2 separate regions of the Mus musculus genome follow, and region 2 is linked to region 1. The links are chromatin contacts, called in public promoter capture Hi-C maps. All regions are on one chromosome and are shown on one strand. The core of a region is the stretch at or near the end of the contact, and the rest is flanking DNA. Distances in the headings are between cores, read along the strand shown.

Evidence for each region. Promoter capture Hi-C pulls out the DNA fragments that hold promoters and counts their contacts.
Region 2: a promoter capture Hi-C map of liver shows a contact between it and region 1, with 2.5 times the contacts expected there. The contact joins two enhancer-like sites. A contact is called at or near these places in 2 of 39 promoter capture datasets (cranial neural crest and liver), 4 of 484 Hi-C or Micro-C datasets (the HPC-7 cell line, muscle stem cells, myocytes and 1 more) and 1 of 9 other capture datasets (embryonic stem cells).

The regions. Positions count from the first base shown.
Region 1 is chr17:86,531,595-86,538,940 of GRCm38.p6, reverse strand. All of the region lies in intron 10 of Prkce (protein kinase C, epsilon), which reads right to left. Among named protein-coding and RNA genes, the nearest start is that of Gm30284, 90 kb to the right of the region's middle. Within about 2 kb of position 2,915, at least 124 of the 459 cell types and tissues checked have an H3K27ac peak or open chromatin away from gene starts, as enhancers often do. A contact at or near this core is called in the HPC-7 cell line and liver, where this site is marked.
Region 2 is chr17:87,051,048-87,058,393 of GRCm38.p6, reverse strand. It overlaps the pseudogene Gm24648. Among named protein-coding and RNA genes, the nearest start is that of Gm30421, 3.8 kb to the right of the region's middle. Within about 2 kb of position 3,218, at least 70 of the 459 cell types and tissues checked have an H3K27ac peak or open chromatin away from gene starts, as enhancers often do. A contact at or near this core is called in the HPC-7 cell line and liver, where this site is marked.

The DNA of each region.
Region 1 (7,346 bases), core at 1,666-4,165:
TGCTCTCTTCTGGCCTCCAAAGGCCACACACACACACACACACACACAGAGAGAGAGAGAGAGAGAGAGAGAGGGGGGGGAGGGGGGAGGAGGAGGGGGAGGGGGAGGGGGAGGGGGAGGGGGAGGGGGAGAGGGAGAGGGAGAGGGAGAGGGAGAGGGAGAGGGAGAGGGAGAGGGAGAGGGAGAGGGAGAGGGAGAGGGAGAGGGAGAGAAACTGGAAACTCCAGGAGGCCAGAGGCATTATCTTGTCTTTGTGTGCTCATTAATAAAAGGGGGAGAGAAAGTGGGGTGGCACAGACCTTTAATTCCAGCATCTCCGAGCTAGAGACCGAGATGAGTTCCTGGCCAGCCAGGCTACATAGTGAGTGAGACTCTTGTCTCAAAAACACTCCACAAGACAAGATCTTGACCTTGAAGATAAAGACCCAACAGAAGTATCTAATTCTGGAGTGGGCAAAGCAAAGGGATTCTGCTGACATCTGAAAAGCCGTTTCTCGGAAGTGTAGTTACAGTTTCAGCACGCATGCCCTGAAGTGCGTGGTCCCCGCACGCAGATGGCCTTCCCGCCTTCTGATGGACAGAATTAGGTAAAGCTTTCACTAGCTGGGCGATGCTCACCCTCCAACCCAGGAGCCTAAGAGGACAGGAGAGGTGACTGCGTGCTGTTCGGGGAGTCTCAGAAAGTGGTCGCCTAAGTGACACCTACTTCCCCCCTTGTTGGGAAATAAGGAATTTCAAAAGAATGTGAGAAAACAAGACAGACTAAACTATTGTTTTGGACTAAGGTTCTCAGTGGACTTTCAGAGATAACCACTTCCATATGACCAAAGCATACTAGATAGACAGCATTCTTTTAAGGTGCAGGGTTCAAACAGCCATCTCTCCCATTTTTCTTTCTTAATAGACACCTTTAAAAATTAGGGGGGGGGGGGAGTGTGTGGCAGTGTGGATAGAATCCAGGCTTGGCCACACCACCCGAGCCTCTCCGGTGGCCCCACAGACAGAGCTCACTGGTTATTGCTTAATTCTGTATCGTTCAGGACTATATCACCACTACTGATTGCCATTTAAAAAAAAAACCTATTGAATAGGAACAATTTGAAGAATCGCTATCATAAAACATCAAGTCCCAGCTCTGAAATCGGGCAGAATTTAGATAAAAAATTTGGAAAGGTCAAGAATGTCTAAGGGTCACATAGATTCAAGCATGATCTTGCAAGTTTGGAAAGTAGGTCACCGTCCCCCTCCTTCATATTCTGGTTGCAAATGACGTGTACCGCTGAAGGTCTCAGTAGCAACAGCAATGGCTCCGCCCAGCCCTTATCCCCCATACTCATGGGTAATGGCAATGTCCACAGCCTGGGCCATGACAGAGACACGTGCGAGGATGAAGGAGAGCATTGTGTCACACTAAGGATCCCACAGAAAGAACCTGGCTTGGTGGATCACAAGAGCAACAGAGCCAGAAGAGGCACTAAAGGGACGGCTGGTGCTTAGCAGCCCTTGTAGCTACTGCAGGGGGCTTGGGATCATATCCCAGAACCCACAAGGTGACTCACAAGCATCTGTAACCACTCCATTTCCAGGGAATCCCACACCCTATTCTGACCTCTGCAGGGACCATACATACATGTAGAGCACAGTCATACATGCAGGCAAAACACTCATACACACAACATAAATAAACAAATCTTTTAAAAAGGTACATGAAGTGGGGGGAGAGGGCGCGTCAGGGTGCTTGTGGGGTGACACGTTGTTTACATTTATGATATGAACAGTAAATAAATAAAAGATAGTCTACTAAAACTGTAAATAGAGTGCTGCCTTCTAAAATACTTTCTGTTATCAGTATTAGGCCAGCGCAACATTTTCTAGTTCCCACTGTATGAACTGTCACCAAAACCAGACCATAGGTATCCTAAAAAAATGTTTCCCTAATTCTTCTATCTAATCTAGAAAAGCGATAGCATTCAGTCAGGCTCTGCATCGGGTGTGGGCTGCCGTAACCAGAGCCCCTGGGGCTGGGTTTAAACCCTTTGTTTGCTAGAACTGCCCCTCCGTCATCACCAAATACCTCTTATTAAAGAAAGTATCAGCAGAAGGAAATCTGATTAACTGGTGACTACCAAAGAGTACGGAGTACGGAGGAATGCATCGCTGCGATATAGGCAGCTTCAGTTATCAAAGGAATGAGGCTGAGTCTCTCAGGGAAGTTAATGATTTCCATAGACACTAAAATGTCATTAGCCAGTGGAGAATCTGAGGACCCACGCCTGGGACAGGTATTCACAGAGGAAGGGAAATTCTGTGAAGTCATTACAAATGTATCTCCCGCCCTCTCCCCGGGTTCCTATCGTGAGTTTGATAGGAAAGCGCTGCTCCCGTTCCTACCGAACAGGAATCACCCAGAAGAAAACAGTGAGACCTCAATCGGACCAAACACTTGACAAATTCTTTCTTGTCAGTTTTCAAGATGGTCAGAGTAGCACGGTAGCTGGGCTCTCTATCCTGGGAGCGCGGTTTACTTCTATTTAAAATAAAAACAAACAAACTCGGCCTGTTTCATAGAGCTCCAAACAGCTCTGTCCCCACCGGGTGGGGTTTAGAGCGCAGCTGCAGACACTGTAGTCTGCTTATGAGCTCAGAAATTATTTCAGCGTCTTCGTTTCAAACAGACAAAAGTAGGACCAGACAGGGCAAGCTTCTACGGCTCTGCTTTTTGAGAGCTAGTCCTACTCTTATTTTTCTTCCTGTCTAACTTTAGAATTTTGTATATGAAAGGAAATATTTGCCAATACTGGAAACCAGAAGCTTCAGAGTGTATCCTTCTAGAACGGCACCCGTTTGGTCACCTCGCTCAGTTAAACTATTTTAGGTCTCCAGTCTCCTCTTCCTGCCTGGATGAGTCACAAAGACCCACTTGCCTTGCTAACTACTCTCGCCACCTAGTGGCTGAAATGGTTAACTGCAAGATACTTGGTAAGGTCTGTAGGGAGAAAATTGTTCGCTTTTCTCCATTGGGCATTTTTTTGTTTTGTTTTGTTTTTTGTTTTGTTTGTTTGTTTGTTTTGCTTTTTCGAGACAGGGTTTATCTATGTAGCCTTGGCTGTCCTGGAACTCACTTTGTAGACCAGCCTGGCCTTGAACTCAGAAATCTGCCTGCCTGTACCTCCCAAGTGCTGGGATTAAAGGCGTGAGCCACCACTGCCCGGCCCCTTTAGCCATTCTTAATGTGAATGCTAAGAATCTATCTAGTAAGATGGAGAAACTGCTTGAATATCTATGCATTTTGTTTAAGTGCATAACATGTACATTAATCCTTCAATTTAGTGAAAAGGATACAGGAAATGAAAGGACCTATGGTCAGGAGTGGGAGGGGAAATGCAATCTGCCAGTAAGGAGAGCATTGCTGTGGGTCTCAGAGAACCCCAGGCAGCATCCTTTCCGGCTTTCCCGTTTACTGCTTAGTCCTCAGTTTGTGTCCTGTTTCTAATTCCCAAGCACAGCTTTAGCAATCTAGCGGGACGCTCATGACACACGGCCCGTGGCTTGCAGGAAGAGACTGACTGGATGGAGCAAGCCCATCCATGTGCCAGGAAGACCCACAGGGAGACCACAGCACACTCCCTGGCTCTCAGCCCTGCCTTCCATCTTGTCTTCAGCAGGAGCCTTCGTCTAGCTGGCTCGACTCACGTCCCCAGCCCTCAACAGCACTGTACTCCTAGCAAGGAGTATTTAACTGAAGAGTGAATGGGGGCAAGGTGCCAACAGGACACTCAGGACTGCCAGCCCTGTGCTGAGGTGACCAGGTGGCAGCCCCGATTAGGTGCCAAGGAGGCACTGAAATTTTCTCTAGCATGCATTTTTTTCTTTGTCATTCTGGGTATCAGACCCCGGTGTTCAGGCATGCTGGACAGGTGCTGTCCCATTGAGCTACCCCCCCCCCCCATCCTCAGAGCTAAGCCCAGGCCCCTGTCCACACTAAGCACAGGCTCCAGTACTGAGCTCCACTCCAGCCCGTCTACAGGAACCATTTTAAGGAAGGACTCAGTTTCCATAAACTGACTGAAAGGGCCTCTCTGGGACACTGGGCTAACCACAACATTGGCCAGGGAGGAATCAGAGACAATAAAACAAACTAATTTTTCAAAAACAAAAAACAAAAAAACCAAACAAACAACAACAAAACAAACAAACAAACAAAAAAACAGAATGAAGAGCAAACCATTACAGAAACAAACAAGCAGACCTTCTGTCTGACTGTAAGACTGACAGGTTCATCCGTGAATCCTTGGGTCCCGGGGATGAACACCAGGTAGACACCAGTGAGAGGGTAGAGGGACCCTGGTGAGCCCAAGGTCTTCTGGCTCTGAATCCTCTGCCACAGTGGCCTTCAGGGACCTGGGAGGCAAAGCCATCTTTGTGTGCCTAGCATGAGAGGGCACCACTGATCATAGTGGCTTTCCTGTCTCCCTCCAAAAGTCTCTCAGTCACAGTGACTGTGTGGTCACCTGGGCCATGGTGACTCTGAGACCCACTTCAAGCCTCATCTACAGTGGGTGTCATGACGTATTTGTGAGCAGCAATGATATTCCAGTATAGCAGGCTCCTGGGCTGTTCACACAAAGCTCATGAAGAGGCCAGCCTGTGTGACTTCACACATCATGACTGGAGCAGGAGGGCCTACACTGGTTATCCATTTTGTTAACTTCAGTTCTAAGGGGACTGGAAATACATTTCTGTAATAAACCACTATGTCCTTCAGAGAAAATATATGTTGGACCAAATGGCCCTTCTCTCAACTTCCAATAGTGAATAATTCTGAGCCCAAGAAATGTTCTCATATTCATTAATAAAATATAGAATATGCTGGTGGTTGGGGTGGTGGCACATGCATTTAATCCCAGCACTCAGGAGGCAGAGCAGGGAAATCTCTTGTCAGTTTGAAGCCAGTCTGGTCTACAAAGCAAGTTCCAGACCACTAAGGGTTATATAGTGAAACTCTGTCTCAAAACAAAAGCAAACAAAGAAATGAACGGAACACAGAGTGACTACCATTCAGTTTATTCACTCCGAATGTTTGCTCCCTTTAGATGGTAAGGTTGCAAATGTCCAACCCTGAGCGGAAAGCGATAAGGAGACCTCGTATATTAACCAGACGCACCGTCACCGGCATTCTGAACATTCAACAACTCTTGCTTGTTTGCTTCAAAAATAATTCAGATGCTGCCTTAAGCAGGCAGGTACGAGAGGCAGGCCGGTGGCCCAGGCCAGACACAAGTGCTTGAGAATGCCACAAGGGACAGGCGTAAGGGCAAACAGTCAAGGGCGAACTGCCTCTCGGATTGGCTTATCTCTGCAAAGACCCCATGAGTGAGGGCTGGCCTCCTCCAATCCCGGGGACCTTAAAGATGTATTCTTTTCAACCAGGCAGTGGGACGCTCTGTGCTGTATTGGCTAAGCCATGTTGCTGTTTAAACAAGGTACACGGAGAGGCTCATCCCTGAGTGACGTAAGAGGCTCCTGCTGAGGCAGAAGATTCTTCTGGCCAAAAGGAAACCAAGTGCAGATACATGGAGAGCACACTTTTATTTGAGCTTATCGTTTTAAGTGGTTGCAGGGTTATTCGGTGTGACCTAACCCACGGAGTTAGGGACATCTAGAAGGACAGACGGATTCCATTGCTATAGCGAGCAGTCTTTCTGAACATCTTTACTAGATGTTTTCATCTGTAACCATCCCTCCCCCTCCCCCTGCCCCCTAATGCCTCTTGTCTCCAAGTTGGATTTCTGGGAATTAAAATCCCCACTGCCTGGCAGCTTTGGCCGAACTCTGGTTTGAGCAAACAATGACCTGGATTGGCAACTCCTTCCACCCTTGCCCAGCGAGTGCCAGGGTCGAGAGCTGGATGGGTTGTGAGGCCACCGGGTGCATTGTGTAATCGGCCATGGCCACTACATCCTAGACACTTGTGTCCTCCCAGGAGAGAAGAAGCAGAAGCTACCCCGCCCCCCGCCAGCTTTGTCTACAGCTCTGTGATTGATTCCCTAAGGCTTCCTCTAGATCAGTGAGCCAAGCAGCAGTTCATCAGATCTTTTCCCACTTCAAACCGAGAAAATAGTCCTAGGTTGGGTCAGAATCTACATGTTGCCTCTCCTGACGTTGCTGTCTGGGGCTCTTCTCCCTCATCTGCATCACAGTCATCACAAAAAAACGGCCAGTGGGTAATCCCAAGGGTGGTGTTTATGTTCTGCTCTTCCCACAGGCGGCCCCCACAGGCCCTTGGCGGGAGAGGTCGGTAGCTGATTCTTATGTTGGAGAAGAGCAAGCTAGACTCTCGACAATTTGAGTTTGAGTAAGAAACATAAACTCAAGCAGAACGAAATGCCAGTTCACAGGGCCACTCGGCGAACAGAGTCTTTGTTTTCTTGTGCCAGGTCTTACCGTTCTTGCACTGCTCTATAACAATAATTTTAAACTACAATAAAAGAAGCTGGGAATTCCGGGGTGGGGGTAGGGACTTGGTGGGAGAACAGTCTGTCTGCCCCAGATCACTGTAACAGGGTTTCCCATTTCACATAGCCCCAGTGGAATGGGTTTGGGGAAGAATAACTGTCACTGTGACTTCTGTGGCTTGGTTCTCAGAAGCAATGCATGAAAGAGATGGTACCCAGGAGGGGGAGGCGGCTGCAGCTAAGAGTTTTAACTAAAGAACACTTGTTGTTCTTCAAAAGACAGAAGTTCTGTTCCTGGCATCCTGTGATGTTGGCTCTGGGGGGGGTCTGATGCTGTCTTCTGGATTCGGTGGGCACTTACACAAAAATGCACACACAAATGCACAGGCTCACGTGCAGGCACACACAAATAATAAATTTTATCTCTTCTTAAGGGGTGGACAAATGGAGACTCGGAGGTGGGGCCTGCTAAGACCCTGAACTAGGTAATCTAATTCCAATGTCCGAGCTCCAAAGCCCCTGTGCCCAGTGCCTGCCCTAGGACCCCTCCTTCTAGAACCTTCCTCCCTGCTTCTCACTCTCCCTTCCTCTCTTCTCAGTCCTCTTCTTCACACCATCTCCTCTCTGTTTTCAAGACAGAGACTCACTCTGTGGTTTAGAATGGCATAGAACTCATAGAAATCCTCCTGCCTCAGGATCTCATGTTCTGAGATTAGGTGTGCACTATTGTACCTGGCTAGGAGAAGCCTTTCAATGAATAGATTCAAGGAGAGAGAGAGAGAGAGAGAGAGAGAGAGAGAGAGAGAGAGAGAGAGAGAGAGAGAGCTAAAACTAGAAACACTTAAAACTCAGAAATTGCCGCCAATTTTGTCTTTGCACAATACCTTCTGT
Region 2 (7,346 bases), core at 1,969-4,468, 520 kb before region 1:
ATATCATATAGTCCCAAATTATCTGAATCTATTTGGGTGCAACAGCTTCGCTTGAAATTGTCCCCTAAGTGCCGGAAACGAAAAAAGAAAAGAATTGGGATGCATGTAGCAGAGAAGAGTTAGTGTTTTTAAAAGCTGGAAAAATGATAACCAGATGCTCACCACAAAGGAGGAGGAGGAGGCCCTCCCTCTGGTTCTAAGCTGGCTGCACTGATCCCTAGTCTGGTCCCTCCCATCCGGATGGCTGCCCTGAGCCCTCTGGGAGGCTACCTTGGGAGACCGCCCGGGAGCTCCAACTGGCCCCAAATCCAAAGAAGGCAGGCAAAGCATCTGGAATGAATTGTCCAGATCAGCTCTGCCTTGCCCAGGCGCCCTGACAGCTTCTTGGGCCCACGCGAGGCATGGATTTAATCCATCAAGCACTCTGCAGACAGGCCTCCAGACAGCTCCTCCACTCCTTCCAGGATCTGGATTCCAACAGAGGTACAATTAGACCTGCTAGTCACTTCCAAGTTTGACTTTCTCAGAGAAAGGACCAAGGTGTGCTCTGAGAGACACTTTCCAGCAGCTCTTGGCCCTGAGACAAATAAAGAGGGGAATGGTTTTGGCAGGAGGCCTCCCCCTGGTTCGGTTGTATTCCCACTGCGATATGCCAACCATCCAGCCAGCCCTGACAACTGACACTTCTTTGGAAAGGATAGAGAAAATAATCCCCCACCACAACACTTTGGGGAGTCTCTCAGAAGTGCCAACCTGTCTTTCCACACCCTCTCTACACAATGCAAGGTCTGATTGGGAGAAGTGATGGGATATTGGGGGAGGGGGCTGGGAGGAGGGGAGGGGCCTGGGAAGGCTTTTGGAATTGTCCCTAAATCAAACTGTCAAAAAGACTGAGGTTTATTTTCTCTTCTTCGAAATCATAAAACCCTGAAAACAATAGATTTTGAGTTTTCTTCTAGGACGATAGCCACTTTGATGGTGTGTGAACAGTATTGATCTTCTCCTCTACAAACCCTGCCTTCTCCCTACCACCTTCTTCCTACTCTCTATTCATTCCTTCACTGATAAGGAAAATGGATAGTGTCTCTGAACTCTCTCATCAGGGGAGCAGATTCCAAGATAACTGAGTGGAAGTGGAAGAGAATCTACTGTGTCTAGGTCAGGCCAGTTCTCAAATGGCCAGAGCGATGGTGAATCACAGACTCACCAGCGCCATCACCTCGGAGTTGTATAGAAGCTTCCAGAATGTTTTGCAAACTCCTGGCTTGTGTCCCTCACAGTGCTCGCCTCTGCTGTCTCCTAGCACCTCTGTGAAGCACTGCCCACTCTTCCCATGTTCACCACCTGGCAGCAGGTGATAGCCCAGAACTGAGATGTGACTTGAGCTACACACAGCAGATGTGAACGGAGCAGGTCACACTTCTGTAGGTTGTCTCGCTTGCCCATCTCCCCGTGTCACCACAACAGCTGCACAAGAACACTGATATTTGGAGTAAGGGGTGGTGAAGTTGTCTCATCACAGACAAACTGAGCAGGGGAAGTCCTCTGGAAGGAATCTCTGTGTTGCTTTCCCACCTCTGCGCCACTCGGACCACTCAAAACATCCCCAGGACTTGCTCTCCGTCTCCTCCAGTCACCAACCAGCTTGTTCTTTACATTTTTACTTATTGTTCGTGTGTGTGTGTGTGTGTGTGTGTGTGCGTGTGTGTGTGTGTGAGTGTGCCTTAGTTAGGGTTTCCATTGCTGTGAACAGACACCATGACTAAGGCAACTCTTATAAGGACAACATTTAATTGGGGCTGGCTTACGGGTTCAGAGCTTCAGTCCATTATCATCAGGGCGGGGAGCAGGAAGCAGGGCAACGTCCAGGCAGACATGCTGCTGGAGAAAGAGATGAGAGAGCTCTCCATCTTGATCTGCAGGCAGCAGGAGATTCTTTTGAACTGGGTGGAGCTTGAGCACTAGATATCAGGTTTGAGTATAGGTGAGTGCTCCAACGCAGGAATGAGACCAGGAGAAGAGTTCATCAGCATCAGCACCATGCCCCATCCAACCCCCACTGCCAATACCCCCGACCCAACCTCCACATATATGATCGTTCCGAGTAGAATTCTAGCTTCAAGAAAAGTGGGGCAATGAAGCAAAATGTCAGGCACCAATGCCAAACAAAGCACATGGAGGCTATAGAAAGAGTTATAGCTCAGAGCCGGTCAGTGTAGTCAGTGGACAGTGCAAGAGCCCTCAGATCTCAGGTTCACTGACTAACAAGGAGAGCAGGGCAGTAAAATAGATGCCAGACTCTTAGAAGTGGGCACCAGCTATGGCAACTGTCTGACCCTCCACTGGATAGTGGATGATGAACCAGAGTGGGCTACTTATGTGCTGAGCCTGAAGAGCCTGTGTTGGGCTAGGGAGGGCCAGTGTATGAGACTGGCCATTCTCAGTCATAAAGGGCAATATATTTGTGATTAAAATAGCACCTTGCTATTTTAATTCTGGTCCTCTGCCAGCCTGAAGGGGTAGAGGGAATACCAAAACAAGAGTCTAGAAATCTCTGGACTACTCTGGCTGAAGCCAGTCACTAGTGTGGGACTCTTAGACATATCTTTTTTTTTTTAAACCAACTGTTAGGGGGTTTGTTTTCCTTGTTTGCAAAAATCAGGAAGTTGAGCCAAACAAAAGGTTTTCAAAGCATCCTCCTCAGACTGGCAGTACCAGTGCCATCCGGTGGTTTATGAGAAATGAAAGTCCTTAGACCCTACCTTAATTCTACCAGATCAGAAACATTGGGAGGGACCCCTGGAAACCTGTGCTTTAATGAGTCTCCAAGTGTTTCTGAGCCCAGTAAAGTCTCAGATTCCAGGTCCCAAATAATCCTACATCTGCATGCCCAGATGCCTCTGCATTTGCTAGAAGAGATGAAATGCCCCTACCCCTGCTCCTGAGCACACAGACACCCACAGAGCAGGTCTCAGCACACAGCTCTTCTCCCCAGTCTGTTGCTAAGCCAAGGCTGCCTCTGCAAGGGATGGATTAATGCTGCGACCAGCCAGTTAGAGAGGATACACTGCATTCTGTCTCCTTTATCTCCTGCCCAATTAGCTAGAGGTAAGTTAGGAAGATTTACTCTCCTTCACAAGCAAGGTCACAACCTGAGGTTGTCATAGAAGCCAGTTTCCACCCTGGCTGCGCTCCTGGAGCAGCGGATTGGCTAGTAGGCAGACGGCTCTGCCTGGCAGCAGGGATTTGATAGGCAAGGCGTGGAGGAAGAACCAAAGGGGAAGAGCAGCTCTGCTAAGCCTGTTGCCTTCTGCTTACAAAAATTTATAGGTCTATTTATAACTTGTCTTGCTCCACAAAGGATTTCAGGCAGCTGCCTTCCTTGTTGAAAAATCCTTGATGCCAAAACTTGGTGTCTGACACCAAGGACTTCCTGGTCCAGAGCAGAGGGCCAAGCCTTTGTTCGTGCAACCTCGAGCAAGCACATCACGGGTGCCCTAAGTGTGGAGGGTAGCTATCCATCGTCCTGCCCTTCCTTCCTGCCTTCCTGTCTTCACAGATGATAGAGTCAGCATCTTGTCTGCCCTTGTTTTCCGTGGTACAACCTGATAACTCCTGGTTTGCATCTTTTCCATTTGGGTTAAATAAGTAAGATCCATTAGGAAAAAGTCCCAAAGCCTAGTTCGAGGACTGATTGTCAGAGCTCTGTACATAAAGAGAATTCTCTGCTTTTTCTCAGCCATCTCTTCCTCAGAGGAAAATGCCCACTACTCCATCATTGGTTGGAGTCATACTTGGAGTCAGTTCGGATTTTGAGGGGTCCTTACGTCAGCTACGTCCTCAATGTGCTTAGAAGAGATGCAGCTTCGTAGTAAATTCCCAATAACCATTACCGCAAGTAAACAAAATAGAAACCCGTGGCATGGGTTCATACAAGAGCCTCTTAGGAAGCTTTTGATCCAACTAGGATTGTCCCTTTGCAGGAATAATTGATCACTATGAGTCTGAACCCCAAATTCTTGTCTTGTCTTTCCTTTTTTTACTTATCTTCTTAGTCTAGAACTGAGTTCAACAATTAAGTTATTTGGCTTCAGCTATTTCAGAGTGAGAGGTTCTAGTTTTTAACAAATCTCTCCACAGGAGGCTCAGTGACATCTAGAGTTACTGAGACATGGAGAGAGCCACATGCTCTGACCCTGGCTGAGCGCCTCTGTAAAGGGCTGCCATATTCTGCCCCCATGAGTCCTTGCTCCCTGGACTTCAGCCATGCGGGGGTTCTGACACATGCTCTGTCCCCACATGGCCTCCCTCTCACGGCTCAGTCTCCTCAGTCTCTCGCTGCCTACCCCTGCCCTTGCTTCACATACAGGATGTTCTCTTTTGGAATCTGACTAACCATCACAAAAATTGACAGGAAACAGCCAAGAGCAGAGGACAGACATGATGCTTCTAAAGAAGGGAAACTTCGCTTACTAAGTATCGAGACTCATTCATTAGAGACACTTAGCTTACTAAGTATCAAGACTGAAACTTCGCTTACTAAGTATCAAGGCTCGTTCATTATTAGAAGCGTTTGGGTGGATTTTCTTTTTGTTGAGCTGGTGGACAAAGACTTAAAAGGCAAGTGCTAAACAAATACTTGTTTGTAACCCAGGATCCATTGTTCTGTGTGCCTTTTAGTAGAGACAAGAAGGAGTACAAGAAAAGAATGCATTCAACAATAGAAATGATAACTTTGTTATTAGTACAGAAATAAAGAAGCACACACTAGAACAGAAGGGAGAGGCAGAACAGAGTACCCTTGCACACATGTGGCAGAAGAGACACTAGAGGTGGCTATAGGGGGCAGTGACTATAGAAGTGGTGGCTATAGGAGGCAGTGGCTATAGGGGTGGTGGCTATATGGGTAGTGGCTATAGGGGGCAGTGACTATAGGAGACAGTGGCTTATAGGGGATAGTAGACTTTCAATGAGTGGTCCTGGAAAACTAGTTTTCTTAAACATATAAAAAAAGGGATCTTTAAAAAGAAGAAAAAGAGTAAGAATGCATAAAAGATATATATGTGTATATATATATATATATATATATGTATATGTATATACACACACACACAGAGATAGAGGTGATATGGCAAATTTTAAACATTTTAAAAACCTACATATATTTTATTTATTTATTTATTTATTTATTTATTTATTTATTCCTTTGCTGCCAAGCATGTGATGTGTGGCATGTATATAGAGCTGAAAGGACAATTTGAGAAAGTCATTGGGTTCTCATGTTGTCAGACTGGTGACAAGCACCTTTGCCTACTGAACCCCCTCACTGCCCATGAGAAATGTTTACTAAGTGGGTCCTATAAAATAGTTGGACTATACTATCCACTCATGATGACAGCAGTAGTCTCCATAAATCACACACACACACAACAGTTCTGAAGGGATAAAATGGTATTATTCTCATATATAAATATGTATGGTACAAACATATTTACTCATGGGATTAAAATGTCAGTGAAATAATTAGGGGGGGAAAGTCTGAGAAACATTAAAAGGTTGAAGGGCTGAGAATGTAGCATGCCTGAGGCCATTCATTGCCAGGTGTCTTAGTCACTGTGCTAGTGACATGAAGAGACATACCATGACCACAGCAGCTCTTATAAAACAGAGCACGTAGCTGGGCTTGCTTATAGTTTCAGAGGTTTAGTCCACTGTCATCATGACAGAGAGTATGGTGACTCACTCAGCACTACAGCTGAGAGATACACCCTGATCTGCAAGCAGAGAGTGACTGGGCCAGAGCCTTTTGAAACCTCAAAGCCCACTCTCAGTTCCCCCAACAAGGCCACACCTCTTGATCCTTTCAAACAAGCCCAGTCCCTGGTGACTAAGCATTCAAATATATGGGTCTGTGGGGCCATTCTAATTCAGAGACCATAGACATTAAAGGGCAAAGGAGACATCATACACATTTCAATGCTATAGGTACCTCTGAGGGTAGGAAGGGTGAGGGTTGAGACAAGGAAGGTAGCCATGCACCCGTTACCATTAAAGCATTCTGTCCCTTCAGCTGGGTGGAAGATGGGTCCAAAGGTGTTTATTTCCTTCAGTAATATGCATGGTAAGTATATTCTGTGTGCAGTTATAATTCATTTCATAGAGTATTATTTTTAATTGTCAAGGTAGTAACTGAAAAGCTGAAGTAAAAGGAAAAGAGTACTTCCTGTCCTGGAGACCAAGGGCTGAAAGGATGGGCTGGGAGGATGGTCTGGGAGGATGGTCTGGGAGGATGGGCTGGGAGGATGGTCTGGGAGGATGGTCTGGGAGGATGGTCTGGGAGGATGGGCTGGAGGATGAGAAGGAGGATGGGCTGGGAGGATGGGCTGGAGGATGAAAAGGAGGATGGGCTGGGAGGATGGGCTGGGAGGATGGGCTGGAGGGTGAGCAGGGAGGATGGGCTGGGAGAATGGTCTGTAAGGATGGTCTGGGAGGATGGTCTGAGAGGATGGTCTGAGAGGATGGGCTGAGAAGAGCCATGCCACTACCTACCTCACCTTGGGCCAGGCTCTGTTGCTAGGCTGCATTATCACACCTGCTGCTCACCTGAACATTGAGGCAACAATGTCTGGTTGCCCAGGCTGTTATGATTAAATAAAGTGTATCATAGGCTGTGGAGTGAGGTGCTCCACCAATCACGGCCTAGCAAATATTTTATCCTCTTCCATATCTTACCCATTTAATTCTGTGCCTTATGGTTTATGCCTTTCCAAGTCCCTGTATTTTGATCTCCTTTGTGTCGCTGACTCTAACTTCAACTGACTGAGTCCTGGGCCTGTGTTCCTCCACAAGTCAAGCTGCCTGGCTCAGACCAAGAGCTTCCAGAATGCTCAGCTCCTGATGTCTCCATAGTCCCTTATAAACTAGTCTTAATAAAAGTAGAAATTAAGTTACTATCATCAAATACAATTGGACTACACTAGCTCCACATTGTCAAGGATCCTTGAAGGATGCCCACGGCCACAGACAGAACTAAGACCTGTAAATCCTGCTTTTCCCAACATATACATCTCTGTGGTAAAGCTTAATCAGTTAGATAGAGTAACCTATTAATAGCAATAAATAGAACGAAAATAACACAATTATACTCTAACATAAGTTAGAAATATTTACTTCTGAAATTCGTCCTTCAGCATCTTCAGATTACAGCTGACAGTTGGTAACTCAAAGTGCAGGAACAAAAGCCACAGACAGAGAGAGCTAGTGGGACTGGAAAAGCCACCTAGAACCATGGTCACTGCTGAGGGTCCCCTCCCCATCTCAGAAAGTAAAGTACAAAGTGAAATGAA